2 separate regions of the Sus scrofa genome follow, and region 1 is linked to region 2. Evidence: chromatin contacts called from public HiChIP or PLAC-seq data. All regions are on one chromosome and are shown on one strand. The core of a region is the stretch at or near the end of the contact, and the rest is flanking DNA. Distances in the headings are between cores, read along the strand shown. Region 1 holds the start of PCBD2 (pterin-4-alpha-carbinolamine dehydratase 2). Region 2 holds the start of SAR1B (secretion associated Ras related GTPase 1B).

The links. HiChIP or PLAC-seq counts read pairs in DNA pulled down with a chosen protein or histone mark.
Region 1: a contact with region 2 is called in an H3K27ac HiChIP or PLAC-seq map of alveolar macrophages. The contact joins the promoter of PCBD2 here to the promoter of SAR1B in region 2. A contact is called at or near these places in 1 of 5 promoter capture datasets (fetal liver), 1 of 47 Hi-C or Micro-C datasets (heart right ventricle) and 1 of 2 datasets of contacts at active chromatin or transcription factors (alveolar macrophages).

What each region holds. Positions count from the first base shown.
Region 1 is chr2:137,081,637-137,084,748 of Sscrofa11.1, forward strand. It overlaps PCBD2 (pterin-4-alpha-carbinolamine dehydratase 2), which reads left to right and starts at 1,284. Exons shown (of 4, transcript XM_021084778.1): 1 at 1,284-1,423. The coding sequence starts at 1,340.
Region 2 is chr2:136,872,679-136,875,536 of Sscrofa11.1, forward strand. SAR1B (secretion associated Ras related GTPase 1B) reads right to left here and starts at 1,570. Exons shown (of 7, transcript NM_001008689.2): 1 at 1,450-1,570. It also overlaps a transcript of SEC24A not described here.

The sequences.
Region 1 (3,112 bases), core at 34-2,533, 210 kb after region 2:
GGTCTGTAGAAAGATTCCTCTGTTGTGTTTTCATCAAGTGGCCAAAAAGGGAAGAAGAGGGATTAGGTCATAAGTCCGTATTTCAGATTATTTTAGGTTAAAAAAAAAACTAGTTAAAAAGAAGTTACAAGTGAGTATACTGAAAACCACTGAATTGTACATTTTATTTATTTTTTAGGGCCGCACCTGTGGCACATGCGAGTTCCCAGGCTAGGGGTCCAGTAGGAGCTGTAACTCCCAGCCTACACCACAGCCACAGTACTGTGGGATCTGAGACCCATGTGTCACCTACACCACAGCTCACAGCAATCCCAGATCCTTCACCCGCTGGCCAGGAGAGGTCAGGGATCAAACCCGAGTCCTCATCCTCATGGATACCAGTTGGGTTAGTTACACCTGAGGCAGGAGAAGAACTCCCGAATTGTACATTTTAGAGGGTGAACCTTACGGCAAGTGATTTACATCGCAAGGAAAAAGGCAAAAAAAAAAAAAAAAAAAAAAAAAAGGAATGATAAGAGAATTAAGATACTAATACACATGTAAAAGAATACCTAGTTTGTAAAAAGAAAAAAGATATAAAAAAGTCTATCCACGTGTATCTCCGGCGTCTCTACCGTGCACTGTGCGCCTGCAGCCCTTTACAGAGCACCTTGAGCCTGACTTTCCCAAGTATTTCATCCGGACAGACAGATGGGCCAGTGTGCCCAGGATCTTGGCAACGAAATAGTGACAGAGCAGAGCTTACATTCGAACCTGCAGCTCCCTGACTTATAAGGGCCCGACCTGGATCACTAGGGTTCACTGCTCCCCAACTGCGAACAGAGTGGAGCGGTCCCCCAGAACCCCTTACCCCGCCCACCCCACAGCTCCTCTGCCCCTGCCTGCGCCATCCTCCTGCCCGCGCCATCTGTTCGCTCCATCGCCCAGAAGGAGCCCAGGGCAGTCAGGCCGTCAGCGAGGCTGCGACACCCCCAGCCCCAGACGCCGAAGACAGAGAACGTGCAGTGCACGCTCAGCGCCAGCCCGCCTGCCTCCCCGGCACAGGCAGGAAACGCGGCACCTGGGCACGACTCGAAAGGCCAGCGGAGCGGGGTCTGACAGCGCCCGGGGCTGCGGGGGCCTGCGGGGGCCTGCGGCCCCGCGCCCTCCCGGCTGCCGGCAGAGCTGCCGGCCATCGAAGCTTCCGGGGGCCTTCCGGGGCCGGACCGCGCCTGGGCCTGCGCGGCGGGGCCGGGCTGGGCGGGAGCTGCCCCCGCGGCTCCTGGCTCCGGGCCGGCCCGCGGAGCGGCGGCCGGGGCGGCGGGCAGGCAGCGCGCCGGGCAGCCCTGGGCCGGAGGCTATGGCGGCTGCGCTGGGGGTGCGCGGGGCGACGCGGGGCTGGTTCGCGGCGCTGCGGGGTCGACGCCAGAGCCTCGCAGCTATGGTGAGTGCGGAGAGCCCGCGGGGTCGCGGGAGGGCGAGGCGCCGCCGTGCCGGCCGAGGGGCGGAGGGACCCGAGCCGACCCCGAAGCGGGCCCGGCCTTCGGGCTCGGACTTTGGGGAGTCACATTCGGGTACCCGGCACGGTCGGAAGCGCTGGTCCGAGACATGGGTGGCCGCAGCATCTTAGTTTTCCTTTGGCTTAAAAATCCCGTCGTCGTCTACCAAATTGCCAACCGGAAAACAACCGAGGCCGACTTTCATTAGAAAAGAAAAAAGTAAACATGAAAAGCAGTTGCGAAAGTATTTCACCATTAGGGTTTCTTGATGAGACTCCAGTTGCCGTTCGGTCCTCTAGACTGTGCGCTCGGAGAGAGCGGGCGCCGTCTCGCTCTCGGCTCGCTCGCTGTAAACAGCGGGACTGAATGTGGAACGAATTCATTTCTCTTGGTGTTAATTTTTTTTAAAGGAATTACTATTGAATTACCTTTTTGGTGGCACATTGCCTCTTAATTCCTTTTCTGAGGGGCATCCTGTCAGTTTCCCTGCTTTGGAAATTAACAGATTGGGGGGTAAATTAACTGGAGGGAAAGTTTTAACTTGCAGCACCACCTAGTGGGAAAAAGTTGCGTGAAACTCACCTTTTCATTTTCTTTAATTGCTTGTGGGGGCCCATTTGGCAGTTTGAAATCCTTTAATAGAAGAAATTAAAAATAACTCGATGATGGGAAAGATGGGCACTCTGCTTCTTGGCCACTAAGGCGAGGACGCAGGTGGAGTGCTCACTGTCACCTAGGCGTGTCCCAAGGCATGCCTCTACCTAGGGTGCTTGGTGATCCAGTAAAACTGTGGGGTTTGGAGAGGAATGAATAAACGGACGGGATTGGAGTGGTTGCCACGTGCCGGGCTCTCTGTTGGGTGCCTTCACACTCAAGAGCTCTTTTAAGCCTTTCAGGAATTTTGGCAGGTGGCTGTGGTAATATCCCCACTGTAGAGCGCTGCTCATCAGAGAGGCGAAGTGATTTATTCAGCACCCACAGCTGGAAGTAACAAAGCTAGATTTCGAATCAAGATGACTCTCCAGGAGTTCCAGTTTGGCTCAAAGGAAACGAATCTGACTAGTATCCACGAGGAGGCAGGTGGGATCCCTCACCTCCTCAGTGGGTAAGGATCTGGCTTTGCTGTGAACTGTGGTGTAGGTCAAAGACGTGGCTCGGATCTGGCATTGCTGTGGCTGTGGTGTAGGCTGGCGGCTATAGCTCCCATTTGACCCCTAGCCTGGGAACCTCCATATGCCTTGGGTGCGGCCCTTAAAAAAAAAAAAAAAGAAAAGAAAAAGATTACTCTTCAGATCCTGTGCTTTCTCCATCCCTCCCAAAGGGGGAAAAAAAATTCAAGTCCACCGCAAAGGGTTCTACAGAGGGTATGTCCCCAAGAGAACCGTTTGTGTTACGTAGGTGACATGACTCCATTTCAGCCCCAGACCTGATCCCTGTGGCTGTGGTGAGCGCAGAGTGCATGTCACCGACCTCACTGGGCTGTGGGTGGTGGAGCGAGCAGAAAAAATCGGCTCAGGGTGGGCTCCGCAGACCCCAGGCGACTGCTGCGTTACCCACAGCATGGTTGAGAGTTTTCTTTTGCAGCTATTCAATAATAATTCCCTTTCTTTTCCAAAACGACTCTGCATTGACCT
Region 2 (2,858 bases), core at 320-2,819:
ATTATTGACAAGGTGTAAAACTTCCTTTATTCCTTGTCTGTAAAATAGAGATGATGCTACTACTACTTCCTTATGGATTGTGTGTGCATAGCTAGCGCCTTACACCTAGTAGGCAGTAAATGTTCCTTTCCGTCTTTCACTTGCTTCATTAATACTTACTCTAGAGGCAGATCTGAAAAAGAATGAATGTGTATGACTGAATCACTTTGTTGTAAAGCGGAAATGATCACAACATGGTAAACCAACTATACTTCAGTAAAACTTTAAAAAGTGAAAAAAACATTTCCTTTAGTACCAGGGAAAATAACCCAGCACTCTGTAGAAGAAATGCTGATACAGTGGCAAGTGTGCCTGTTCTTTTTTTTTTCTTTTTCCTTTTTTGGCCAGCGGCAAAGGCCTCTGTGGGTTAAAGGATCCACAAGGCCAGTTCCCTTAAACCACTGTGCCAGGCTGGGGGCTCGAACCTGTCTCCTGGTGCTCCAGAGACAGCACCAAGCCCCTTGCAACACAGTGGGAACTCCAGATGTGCCAGTTTTTAATTATCTTAGATGAAGTTGCAAGTAGTTCCAAATGTCTGTAGTTTTGCTGTTTACAATCTAAATAAAGCACCAAAATAGGTACATTTCTACCAATGTCAAATTGACCATACATTGTAAAAATCCTTTATAAAATTGATCAAAATTTTAAAAAAGACTTTTTAACTGGCATTTTAACACTGAACACAGGACATTCTTATGAGTGAGACACAGTGGTAGTACCGATCTTGGTATAAAAAAAGTGCAATAATATTAGGTTTAATTTTTTTAATTAAAGGGATTTCTTCACCCCATTTTCCCCAGTATACCTAATACCTTAAATTCGTGATGAGTTTGGTTCTTTTGGTCAACAACATCAGAGTTTCAGCTGTTGTCAAAATCAATTTCTATCTTGCTGGCAACTCTTGGAACAATCTGTATATAACAACAGTTCTTCCCCCAACACTGTATCTTTTTCCCACTAAACTCGGACTTGGGCTGTGGCAAAACGTTAACTACTGATAGTAAGGAAGCTCGATTTGTCCCCCCACACTAAGTGGGAGAGCTGAAAACAACACACCGCGTCACAGCCTCTTGACCTGTCAGTGATCCCCGCCGCCTTCCCAGGTGAGGAAACTGAGGCCGAGGGGAAGGAAAGGCCTGCCTGCAGTTCAGAGTCACCTCGTTCCTTCCCGAAATCACCCACCGTTTGACAGGAGCGCTGTCCCGTCCCGACGACCCTCAGGCTCCGAGGAGCACGAAAGGAACCCGTCCTCTTATCCCGTCGCCAGATTCCGGGGCTAAAAACAGGCGCCCCGTCCTCGCCCGGGTACAGGCAGGGGCATCGGGTGGGCCCAGGTCCTAAAAGTGCTCTTTTCCCGGGGCCCACCGCTGCCGCCCGCCGGTTCTCCCGGGAGGGGAGGCCATCACTCACCTGCGACTGGAGAGAACGCGATTCCTTTCTCGGCGTCGGCCCTCGGCACTCCGGTGTCAAGCGCGATGGCTGCCGCGGCCCGAACTCGCGTCAGCTCCTTCCGGGCCGGCGGGTGCTTCACTCCCGAAGGTTCTCGGGACTGCAGCGCCACGCGCCGAAGTTCCGCCTCCTGGCGGTTCCGCGGCCAATCCCACCGTGAGCGCGCCAAGACCTGGGGCGAGCTCCAGACCTCCAACTGAACGCGCTTCTGGGGCCGCGGGCCTAAACAGAGAAGGGAACACAGGTGCTTAGCTTGGGGAAATTATATGTGACATCCTTTTTTGAAAAACACATTTTTAAAGTACACTTGTTTCTTGAATTCAACAAGTAATTTACAAAATGTAACTGCGTGCCAGATAGTATGTTGGATGCTGGCTGTTGAGCTTTAAGCAAGACTGACTCCGCAGTTCTTTGCTAATGGATGCTGCCTTTCTTAAATGTATTCAGATGGGATTCCTTGGGTGCCTTGCATGAAAGTGTGATGACAGTGCTTCCAAGATTGCTCTCAACACTAGGATTCTAGGTGATGCGGACAGAACAGGAAGGGCTTTGGGGACCGAAGCAGAGTTTTCCGATAGATTGCCAACAAAGCCTATGATGGCTCTGCTAGATCTCCTCCTCTTTCCCCCCAGCCTCAGGAAACGCCTTACTCATGGGTCCTCCCTTCGTGCTTGTCATTCCTCTGCCAGAACGTCTTCCCCAGATTGCTCCTCTCCTTCCTGCTAACATCTACACACTCTTCCCATGTCAGCACAGGTCCCCATCTCTTATCAAAGCCTCCCTCTCAGGCTTGGTTAAGCCCTCCTTTACAGGCTTCCCAGCAACTGTACAATTTGCCATATCATTGAAGCTATGTTGCTTATAATTGTACAGTTAAATTTGTATGATTATTTATCTATAGCTTTCCCCAACAGATATTCTATCAAGGTTCCTTAGGTCAAGAACCACATCTGCCTTTTCCGCTCTTGAATCCATTTTCAGTGCCTGGCATACAATAGGTGCATAATATATATGAGCAAGTGGGAGTTCCCGTTGTGGCGCAGCAGAAATGAATCCGACTAATATCCATGAAGATGTGTGTCGGATCCCTGGCCTCATTCAGTGGGTCAGGGATTGTGGCATTGCCGTGAGCTGTGGTGTAGGTTGCAGACATGGCTCGAATCCCACGTCGCTGTGGCTGTGGTGTACACTGGCAGCTGCAGCTCCAATTTGACCCCTAACCTGGGAACTTCCATATGCCAGGGGTACGGCCCTAATAAAAAAGAAAAAAATGTATATGAGCACATGATTCATTCATAATATGAAGGACTCCTAGGTACATTTTTGTCCTCAAAGGGGTTAAAGAATTTCCCTAGAGTCCAGGATCTAAG